Regions from separate parts of the Sus scrofa genome. Here region 1 is linked to region 2. Evidence: chromatin contacts called from public Hi-C data. All regions are on one chromosome and are shown on one strand. Each heading gives the region's core, a stretch centred on a gene start, on an enhancer-like site or on the middle of the called end of the contact. The rest is flanking DNA. Distances are from core to core; before and after follow the strand shown.

What was found. Hi-C and Micro-C count contacts between places; a contact is called where the count stands out from the background.
Region 1: a contact with region 2 is called in a Hi-C map of embryonic fibroblasts, with 2.0 times the contacts expected there. The contact joins the promoter of ATXN2L here to the promoter of LOC110260088 in region 2. A contact is called at or near these places in 3 of 47 Hi-C or Micro-C datasets (embryonic fibroblasts and epiblast stem cells) and 2 of 2 datasets of contacts at active chromatin or transcription factors (alveolar macrophages and skeletal muscle).

What each region holds. Positions count from the first base shown.
Region 1 is chr3:18,502,101-18,508,007 of Sscrofa11.1, reverse strand. ATXN2L (ataxin-2-like protein) reads right to left here and starts at 1,916. Exons shown (of 21, transcript XM_021088041.1): 1 at 1,082-1,916. The coding sequence starts at 1,383.
Region 2 is chr3:18,464,140-18,469,639 of Sscrofa11.1, reverse strand. LOC110260088 (eukaryotic translation initiation factor 3 subunit C) reads right to left here and starts at 1,915. Exons shown (of 21, transcript XM_021088039.1): 1 at 1,766-1,915; 2 at 1,539-1,678. The coding sequence starts at 1,639.

The DNA of each region.
Region 1 (5,907 bases), core at 667-3,166, 38 kb before region 2:
TTTCCCGTAGCCTTGCGCCCTAAACCCTGGCAGGAGGGGTACTCCCTCTACAATCCACCCTCTCGATCTCTTTACTCATTCAGCCTATTACCCACTCTGGAAGGGGTCACCAATCGCCTGGTAACCCTGCTCCTCGCTGGCTGATGTAACCGTCGGTTGAAGAGGACGATCAGGGGGCCGTTGGCGGGGCTGGGGGACAGCGCAGCCGCAAAAGCTCTCCACCGGGAGGCCTCGCCCGGTCTGCGCCTGCGCACTAAAGCCCTAGGGCCTCTTCAAAATCCCCCCTCCCGCGATCACAACCCACTGCGCCTGCGTGTACCTCCACTCTCAATTCTATAAACCCACAAACAGAAGAAACACAGTGGGGTGTCCACCACTCATCCAAGAACACCCGGCGAACCCGTCCAAGCACACTCCCGGCAGCTGCCCTCTATGTTACCCGGGGCTCGAGAATGGCCGGGTCATAAGACTGAGCATCCGCGCGCACGTACGGGAAGCGCGCGCGCGCGCGCTGGAGGTTCCCGGCCCGCAGTCCTCCCAGTTTTGTCCCTCCTTCCGTCCCCCCCGCCCACTCTGCTCCATTCCTACTGGCCGGACTGGGAAGGGGGAGGTAGCAACTCGCTCCCAAGTCCCTCCCTCCCCATTGGCCAAACTGTGGGCCGCGCGCCCCCCTCCATTGGCTACGGCCAGGGACCCCTTCCCGCAGCTGACTCCCCATTGGCTGAAGCTCCGGACCGCGAGACCCTTCGTGGTAATGGAGCCGGGGACCCCTATCACCTCTTCACCCCCCCAACTCGTTCCGACGCCGCTGGCGGGATGCGCCCTGCCTGCCCTTAAGGCCCAAGCCCCGAGCAGTGACTGGTCGCTCAGAGCTGAGCGCGCACCCTCAATGTCCCGGTGGCTAGCCGCGGAGGCTTTCCTCCGACCTGTTAGAACCTGAAGGGCCCACCCCCAGCTCCACGGGATTTCCCCACTCCCCCTGGCGTCCCTCAAAGGTGGCCAGAGGCTAGAGGTCTGCCTCGCGCGGTGTACAGGTCTCGGCCACCTTGGCTCCGGCGCCCGGAAACCCACACGTTCTCACCTGGCGCTGCCGATGGCCGCTGCCCCTGGCCTCTCCTGATGTTGCTGCTGCGGCGGCGGCGGCTGTGGCGCCAAGATGCCCTCGGTTCCCCGGCGGAGTCCGCTCCCGGCAGCGGCTGCAGGCCCTAGGCAGGGGGAAGCGGCCGCGGGAGGCCCTGGGGGAGCCGAGGTGGAGGCCAGGGGCCCCGGGAGGCCGCCGTTGGGAGGGCTGGTGCCCCCAGGAGGCCGTCGGGCCACGGCCTGTTGCGTGGGGGGCGGCTGCTGGGGCTGGGAGGTCTGTTGTGGCGGCTGAGGCTTCAACATGATGGCAGCGTCCGGAAAGGGAATTAGGGGGAAGGGAGGGAGAGAGGAGGCCGGGGCTGGGGCCCCGCCGGAGAGCGCGGGAAGCGAGGTGGACTGGGAAGCTGGGGACCCGCCGTTGGCGGGCGGGGGCGAGCCCCGCGGTGTCGGGGGTGGATAGAGAAGACCGCGGCGCGAGGAAGCGCCGCGAGGCGGAAGGGGAGGGGGTCTCGCGGGCCGGAGGAAAGCGAGAGGGCGCGAGCCGGCTTGGCGCGCGTGCGCGTCGCCGGGGAAAAGGGAGGGGGAGGAGCGCCCGGGCGGGAGCTCCCGAAGGGGGAGGGGCGGGGAGGAGGGAGCGTCGGCGCGAGATGTCCGAGCGCACCGGGGCGGTTAGCTCCGGGCGACAGAGGAGGGAATAAAGAAAGGTGAATCTCGCGCCTCTAGCCTTTGGAGTGGGAGAGGAGCAGCGCGGGCGCTCACGCGCGCCAAGGATTTAGGGTCTCTAGATCTCAAGCAGCCCAGAAGACTGCCGGCCGCTGTCGCTTCACAATGAGCGTGTGAAGCGCTGGGGGAGGAGCCGAAGCAGCAGAGAGGAAGGAAGAGCCGGCCGCCCCGCCTACGCCGCCGGCGTAGCGTCGGGATGCCTCCGCAGTCTTGTGAGAAGTCACGACGTAGCGTGCAGTTCTTCCGCCATTCGGGGGCCTGTGGGCGGAGTCTTGAGTGCAAAAAAAAAAAAATCCCGAGAGTAGACCCGGGACTTCGCTGAAGCTGGTGGTAGTTTCGTGGGGAGCTACTCTCGGAGCTTATCTGATTTACATAAAAGCCTGATAGGCGTTAAAGATAGCAGTTTGGAGATAAATATCTGCCTAATTCTAAATTATATTATATGGTTTTCAATATAGTAATTTCTCCACGCCCTGGAACGGGACTCTTAAACTAGCAGCAAAGAGACTGTCTGAAGGCCAAAGTTCCTAGAGTCTAGTTCAAAATCCTCCACCCCACTCGACAAGGAAGGTAGCCTTCATTCATTCAAATTAGTTGGTCATTAGGACATTAGGCTAGGTGTTTTCGATATAACTGTAATGAAATTACTTCCTGCCCTTGTCAAGGAGTTTAAACTAGTGGTAGATTCAGACAATTAGATCTCTTAGGTGAAGCACGGGGCACTAAGAGTAGATAGGAATGACATCTAATTCAGCACTGGGTGATGGGTTTCTAGGCAGGGGGCATAGGATGTGACAAGTTAGGAAAACTTCAGCATGTCTGGAGTATGAAATTAAAGAGGGAGGAGGTTGAAAAAGGAAACTGGAAAATTAAGTAACGTGGGACCAGATATTAAGGAGACATGAGCATAATCCTCAAAGCAGTGGCCACAGCAACACCAGGCCAGAGCCACATCTGTGAGCTACAACACTGCTTGCAGCAATGCCAAGTTCTCTAACCCACTGAGTGAGGCCGGGGATTGAACCAGCATCCTCATGGATACTAGTCGGGTTTGTTAACTGCTGAGCCAAGATGGGAACTCCCACTAGTTGGATTTTTAACCTGTTGAATCACAAGAACTCCCAGATTTACATTTTTTTAATGAACTTTATTTTTTTTTTAACGGCCACACCTGCAGCATATGGGATCAAATCCTAGCCACAGCTGCAGCCTACGCCACAGCTGAGGCAACGCCATATCCTTAATCCACTGTACTGGGCCGGGGATAGAACCGGTTCAATTTTTAAAAGATTACCCTTTGCAGTGTGGAAAATAGAGTGGAGGAGTGATGAGTCTGTGGTTTCAATCCCAGATAAACTTCCAGTGTCTTTCTCTCTCTTCACTCCAGACATCAGCATTGGGACTCTTGCAGCTTTCATTTCTCCCCTAAACAGGCACACACTTCACTCAAAGTCTGCCTTGCTCTTGGGTAGTGTTCCTTCATCCCGCCTGACTCCTAGCTTTGAGAGTGTTAGGTTCCCTTCCTGTGTGTTTGCCCAGCAATTTTCCCAGCTTCATTCTATGAGTGGTTTTCATTCTGTCTTCCTGCTGGTGTCAGCTCCTAACAATTGGAATCTTGCTCTTATTCACAGCTCCTTCTGCAAGACCTAGCACCATGCAGGCAGTCAATTAAATACCTGTGAGGTGAATGGATCCAGGACTATGTCTCCTGGATGTCTAAATAACACAGTCCAGGAGTTCCTGTCTTGGCTCAGCAGAAACGAATCTGGCTAGCATCCATGAGGACAAAGGTTTGATCCCTGGCCTCGCTCAGTGGGTTAAGGATCCGCATTGCCATAAGCTGTGGTGTAGGTCACAGATATAGCTGGGATCTGGCGTTGCTGTGGCTGTGGTGTAGGCCAGAGGCTAAGCTCCAATTGGACCCCTAGCCTGGGAACCTCCATATGCTGTGGGTGCGACCCTAAAAAGACTTAACTAAATAACACAGTCCAGTTTTTTCCTGACATGACCTATACCACCTGATGCTATGCCACCTCTCCAGCTGGCCTCATTATGGGCACTTCTGTCTCGCCCACCTCATCCTGCTCCCAAACTCTGCTAAGTTTCAGCCTCGTTAAACTCTCATTTATACAACATACCTTGACTTTATTCAACTCTGCCTTTATACGTGCTATTTCTTCACTTAATCCTCATTGTTCAAGCTCAGGTGTCAGGCCTTTGGAACTTCTTGTTATTGACTTCCTACTTCGGGCTCCCAGAGCACTGTGATAGTTTATTTCTGGGTTTTTTTTTTTTTTTTTTTCTTTTTAAGTCTTTTTAGGGCCACACCCATGGCACATGGAGGTTCCCAGGCTAGGGGTTGAATCAGAGCTGCAGCTGCTGGCCTATACCATAGCCACAGCAACTCAGAATTCAAGTCACATCTGCAAATTACACCACAGCTCACAGCAATTCTGGCTCCTTAACCCACTGATCAAAGCTAGGGATCAAACCTGTGTCCTCATGGATACTAGTTGGGTTTGTTACTGCTGAGCCACGTCAGGAACTCCATGTTTTCTGTTTTTTTTTTTATTTGTTTGTTTTTTGTATGGCTTCCCTTTCCCTTGGAGCCTGAGGTCAATAAAGTCAGGGACTATATTTTACTCATTTCCCTAACCTTCTTGTATAGCTCAGTGGCTGGCACACAGTCGCTCAATAAATTAATAAATGAATGAAATGTTGTCTTATTATATGCAACTTAGAAATTACATTACTTTGATTTGCTAAGGAGTGATTTCCAGATATATTGTTAAATGAAGAAAGCAAGTTCAAGAGTATAAACTGTGTTACCTTTTGTGCAAGGACGAAGGGGGAATAGGAAAACAGAAATGTATCTGTAAATTCTTGCAAAGAAAAACACAAGAAGGATAAAGCGAAAACTCATAAAAATGGTCACCTGTGAGGGGCAGGGGAAAATGAAGGGTCCTTGGTTTTGGGGTTAATTTATTTATTAATGGCCTTTAATTTATTTTTTAATGGCCTTACTTATGGCATATGGAAGTTCCCAGGCCAAGGAATTAATCTGAGCCACAGCTGCAACCTACACAGCAGTTTTCAGCAACACCAAATCCACTGTGCCGGGCTGGGGATCGAACCCAGGCCTCCACTGCAACTCCAGTGGCTGTTGCAGTGGATTCTTAACCCGCCGTGCCACAGCAGGAACTCCAGATTACATCCTTCTTTTATTTATTTTGCTTATAGGGCCACACCCACACCATGGAAGTTCCCAGGCTAGGGGTCCAATCAGAGCCACAGTGGCTGGCCTGCACCACAGCCACAGCAACGCAGGATCTGAGCCACGTCTGGACCTACACCACAGCTCATAGCAACGCCAGATCCTTAACCCACTGATTGAGGCCAAGGATCGAACCCGAATCCTCATGGATCCTAGTCGGGCTCATTAACTGCTGAGCCACGAAGGGAATGCTGCAAACCTTGAATTCATAAGCCAGTTAGCCCTAGTGGTAAGGGCATGGCAATTCTGAAACTATTTAGGATTGAGAATATGAGTAAACAGGTAGGCATGGTTGAAGTCCTGTCATGGCTCAGCAGTAGCAAACCTCACTAGTATCCATAAGATGCGAGTTCAATCCCTGGCCTCGCTCAGTGGGTTAAGTGTCCGGTGTTGCAGTGACCTATGGTGTAGGTTGAAGACGTGGCTTGGATCTAGCGTTGCTGTGGCTGTGGTGTGGGCTGGCGGCTATAGCTCAGATTCCACCTTTAGCCTGGGAACTTCCATGTGCCACAGGTGTGGCCCTAGGGGGGAAAAAACCCACTGGGGATTGAAATGGAAAGCATCAATATAAAATTTATGGGGGAAAAATCAGATAGATTTCTATATACCTAGTTCCTAGATCCGGCTTTCTAAATACTCCAGAAAGAAACCAGGGCTCCTTGAAGAAACGGCTGACTCCATTCTGGGCAAGAGCAAGGAAGGTACTAGATGAGCCTGGGACATTTTGTTGTGCCAGAAAATAAGTGCTAAAAAACTTTATAAGGGTATCAAAGAAATACAGATGCCAGTTTGAAAAGGCCAAATCTGGCACAATTTGAGCATCAAAAAAT
Region 2 (5,500 bases), core at 666-3,165:
GGAATGTGCCCGTGGCATATGGACGTTCCCAGGCTAGGGGTCCAATTGGAGCTGCAGCTGCTGGTCTACACCAGAGCCATAGCAAAGCAGGATCCGAGACAGCTCATGGCAATGCCAGATCCTTAACCCATGAGCAAGGCCAGGGATCGAACCTGTGTCCTCATGGATGCTAGTCAGATTCATTAACGGCTGAGCCATCACGGGAACTCCGGAACTAACTCAATCTTTAAAGCACACTTCAAGTAAGGCCTTTTGTCAGCTGTTGTAATGCATACAAAATGACCATTTCCAGCCTCTCACACAAGCAGAGGTATTTACTATGTCAGAAAATTAACCATGTAAAGACACAAACCACTAAAAACTACTAAAAGAAGGTGAGGAAAAGGGTCCTTTAGCTACAATGAAGGGAAAGGAAAGTGATATCTGAACTAAGTCCTAGGAAGCAGTATTTCCCAGACTGTGAACACCCAAGAGTAAGAAAAGAGTCTCAATGGCTTTAACACCTCCATTGCTAGTATTTTTCCTTAATAAATAAACATCAGACCACAGACAGCATTCAACTGGCAACAATATCTTTTTTTGTCCGTCTTAGTAACTTTCCAATTACTTCCAATTTTGTAGCAAGTGAGGTTGGTTTTTCCACTTAAGACATGAAATCATATTCACATGGTACGTGTGTGTATCCTTTTTTTTCTTTTTAAAAAGTGAGTTTTATGCTGAAACAAGACTTTGAAGTGGTAGGAATAGGAATTCCCATTGTGGTCCAGTGGAAACAAATCCGACTAGGAACCATGAGGTTGCGGGTTTGATCCCTGGCCTTGCTCAGTGGCTTAAGGATCCGGCGTTGTCGTGAGCTGTGGTGTAGGTTGAAGATGCGGCTTGGATCTGGCATTGCTGTGACTCTGGCGTAGGCCTGCAGCTACAGCTCCGATTAGACCCCTAGCCTGGGTACCTCCATATGCCTCGGGTGCGGCCCTAAAAGGACAAAAGACAAAAAAATAAAAAATAAATAAAATAAATAAAAATGAAGTGATAGGAATATACATTCTTAATCACAGGTATGTGCCAAAAAAAACAAAAAAACAAAAAAAACTGAAGGTGGCATATGTATGACACAAGTTTGAGAAACAACATTCTACTGTTCCAAAAGGAGAAAAAAAGTAGTTTGCAGAGATGGGAGAAGGGTATGTAGGTGGAGGTAAACAACAGGGAACTACTAACAGATATTTAAAAACTTAAGAGCCACATCAAAGAATTCTTAATATCTGAGGTTTCTTGCTAAATGCAACAGACCCAACCAGTGGGAAAACCTCTCCTCCAAGACTCTATCCTTTGCCCGGTGGGTGGATTCCCACAATTCACAGCACCCTAAGCCGTTAAGGTTGTCCCTCCAACACTGCTCCAGTCTCTTAAACTCTGAACATCCTTGGTACCCGCTCTCACCGCCACCACCTCCATTCCCCTCCCACATACACGGCCTTCCATAGCCTGCCGCACCCCCCCCCCGAGTGGTCCCCATGCCGCAGGCCCCTACTCACTGTTTGCCGTAGTTACCCCCAACAGGTTTGGTGACAAGCTCCTCCCCGGACAGGGACGACTCGGACTCGCTGTCCGAACCGGTGGTAAAAAACCGCGACATGGCGACGGCGCTGAGCAGCTGCGGCGGACGCGGCTGGACCTACGGAAAAGCCCGAAAGTCACGGGCCACAACAACGGGCCCGGGCCGCCACTCCCCGACCCCGACCCACACCGTCCCCGCACGCACCCCGACTGAGGTTTCGCTCCTCCAAGCACGAGGCCCAAGAAATAGTTACCAGCTGAGCTCGCGAGTCACACCGCGGAGCCGGGACCGCGGAAACGCGCAGAGGAGAAGGCGGGACCCTTGCGTCACTTCCGGGGGACGCCGACGAACTGTACTGTTTGACTACAACTCCCAGATGCCCTCGCGCCACGCAAGGGGCGGGATTCGGCCTGATGTAACCTTGGCGGGGAGGACGCCACCTAGAGATTCTCCCATGGGACCCGCTTTGCTGTCGGGTTTTATTGCTCACAGATGCCAACCATACCTCTGACCCGTGGAGTAAGAATCTCAGGACCAGGATTTTCCTTTTTTAACGTCCACGCGATGCTGATAAGTTACAAGGTTTTGGAGCTAGGCTTCGAGCAAACTTTGAATCTGACTTTGTATTCAAATCCCATCTCTGGAGTTCCCTGTTGTGGCGCAGCGGAAATGAATCCGCCTAGCATCCATGAGGTTGCGGGTTCGATCCCTGGCCTTGCTCAGTGGGTTAAGGATCCGGCGTTGCCGTGAGCTGTGGTGTAGGTGGCAGACGCGGCTCGGATCTGATGTCGCTGTGGCTGCGGTATAGGCCAGAAGCTGTGGCTCCGATTTGACTGCTAGCCTGGAAACCTCCATATGCCGTGGGTGTGGCCCTAAAAAAAAAAACCAAAACAAAAAAACAAATCCCATCTCCAACACTTACTAGTGTGTGACACTTAGGCAGATTTCCTAATCTCTGTATGATTCAGTCTCCCCAGATAAGGACCATAATAGGACCTACTTCGTAGAATATTATGAAAATTAAGTGACTTAGTATATGTGAAGCGTTTAGAACAGCGCCTTGTACAATATAAGCATATAATAAATATAAAGCTAGTATCATTCATTATTCCACAAATGCTTATTTACTGAGCATTTGTTATGAACCAGAAATGTTCTAGGCACTGGACACAGCAGCAAACAAAACAGAAAAAGTAGCTGATTTCACAAGGAAACTCCTAGGTTCTAGGAATAAGGAGAAGACCAGTGTACTATCAGCAAAGAGAGCAATGTATTAACAGTATAGAAGTAGATAACTCTAGATCATGAAGATACTTGGAGGCCTATGGATTTAAATCCAGGTGAGTTGGAGAAGCTATCAAGCAGTTTTATTGAGCTGGGACTGTTTTACATTTTTCTTTCTTTCTTTCTTTTTTTTTTTTTTTTTGCCTTTTTGCCTTTTTGCTTTTTTGCCTTTTCTAGGGCTGCTCCCAAGGCATATGGAGGATCCCAAGCTAGGGGTCCAATCAGAGATTTAGTTGCCGGCCTACACCAGACCCACAGCAACGCCAGATCCAAGCTGCGTCTGAGACCTACACCACAGCTCATGGCAATGCCAGATCCTTAACCCACTGAGCAAGGCCAGGGATCAAACCCACAACCTTATGGTTCCTAGTCAGATTCATTAACCACTGAGCCATGATGGGAACTCCACATTTTTATTTCTTTATTAATTTTTTTACCGCTGCACCTGCATTATATGGAGGTTCCCAGGTTGGGGGTCGAATCGGAGCTGGAGCTGCCAGCATACATTACAGCCACAGCACATCGGGATCCAAGCCATGTCTGCGACCTACACCACAGCTCACAACAACATCAGATCCTTAACCCACCATGCAAGGCCAGGGATCAAACTGGAATCCTCATGGATCCAACCTGAATCCTCATGGATCCTAAGCGGGTTCGTTACCGCTGAGCTATGACAGGAACATCTTGTTTTACATTTTTAAAGGTAGTTTCATTCATTCAGCACTTGTCTCATAATGTTGAGCATTGGAGGTACCACGCTCCTCTAAAAGAAAAGTAGGACTTAAAGAGACTGGGCAAAGAAGGAGGCCGTTTTATGTAGGTAGAGGAAACAGTATGAACAAAATCCTAGAGACAGAAAAATTCAGGGCACATTCAGCAGCTGGTATATTGGGGTTAGAACGTGGCAGGGCCTTTCCGCACATCCTGGACTGTCATCCCTCTCTTCCGTCTTCCCTGCTTTTCCTCTCTGTCTCTCTTTCTCTCGTCTCTCCTTCCCTTTCTCGCCACAGATCCACTTGAGGCTGACATTAACCTCATTATCTCCCAAAACAGAAAGAAATGCCCTGAAATTGCCAGGGGAGCTTGAGTAAAGGGTAAAGGAGGTTGAGTGATTTGCAGATCATTGTCACTGAAGATGAAGAAATGCAAATTCAGACTTAAGTTAAAATGACTGATTTTAGAGTGATTTCTCGTTACTCCCAAGACCCTGATCATTTGCAAAGGAAAAAATCATATCCAAACTCTTTATTTTTTACTAATCCTTGGCTAAGTCATTTTGAAAATTTTCGATTTAACAGGGAAGGGGCTTTTTCAGCAAACTTTTTATTGAACTGTAACGTAGAGTCACATGAGTTTGACAGATCAGTAGTGCACAGCTTGATGAGTTTCCACAAATCGAGCTTTAAGAAACAGAACATGGAGTTCCCGTCGTGGTGCAGCAGAAACGAATCCGTCTAGAAACCCTGAGGATGCATGTTCGATCCCTGGCCTTGCTCAGTGGGTTAAGGATCTAGCGTTGCCGTGAGCTGTGGTGTAGGTCACAGATATGACTCGGATCCCACATTGTAGGCTGGTGGCTACAGCTCCAATACACCCCCTAGCCTGGGATCATCCATATACCGAGGGTGTGGCCCTTAAAAAAAAAACAAAAAATGAATATCTATGACCCACAATCCACCAAACATTGTCAAAACTTAATATGATACTACATGTCACATTTTGCTGTGGCTTTTTTTTTAAGAAAAATTTTATTTTATTTTATTTTATTTATATTTTTGGTAATACTCACAGCATATGGAAACTCTCAGGCCAGGGATCGAATCCAAGCTGCAACTGTAGCAATGTCAGATCCCCAATCTACTAGGCCAGGCCAGGGATTGAACATGTGCCTCCACAGCAACCCCATCCACTGCAGTCAGGTTCCCAACCTACTGTGCCACAATGGGAACTCCTACAGAAAAAATTTAAATATACTTGGGACATTCTAGGTAAAAGGAGATCTTTTTTTTACTTTTTTTTTTGCTTTTCATGGCATATGGAGGTTCCCAGGCTAGGGGTCCAATCAAAGCTGTAGCCACCAGACTACACCACAGCCATAGTAACACTGGATCCAGACTGCTTCTATAAACTACACCACAGCTCACAGCAATGCCGGATCCTTAACCCACTGAGCAAGGTCAGGGATCAAACCCAAATCCTCATGGACCCTAGTCGGGTTCGTTAACCCCTGAGCCACGAAGGGAACTCCAAAGGAGGTCTTAATGAACAAGTTTCACCAGACATCCACAAATATCATTAAAGCACCTACCGTGTGCCAGGCCCTTTCACGTGCTTCTCTCTTTATTTGAAAATAACACATGTACATGATTACAAAAATGTAAATGATACAAAAGAATATGCAGGGGTAAGTAGAAATAAATCTGACTAGTATCCATGAGGATGTGGGTTCGATCCCTGGCCTCGCTCAGGGGTTGGGGATCCAGAGTTGCATGAGCTATGGTGTAGATCACAGACTCGGATCAGACCCCTTGTTGCTGTAGCTGTGGTGTAGGCCAGCAGCTGTAGCTCTGATTCAACCCTTGGCCTGGGAACCTCCATATGCCACAGGTGCGGCCCTAAAAAAAGCAGAAAATAAGAGAACATACAGGGGTA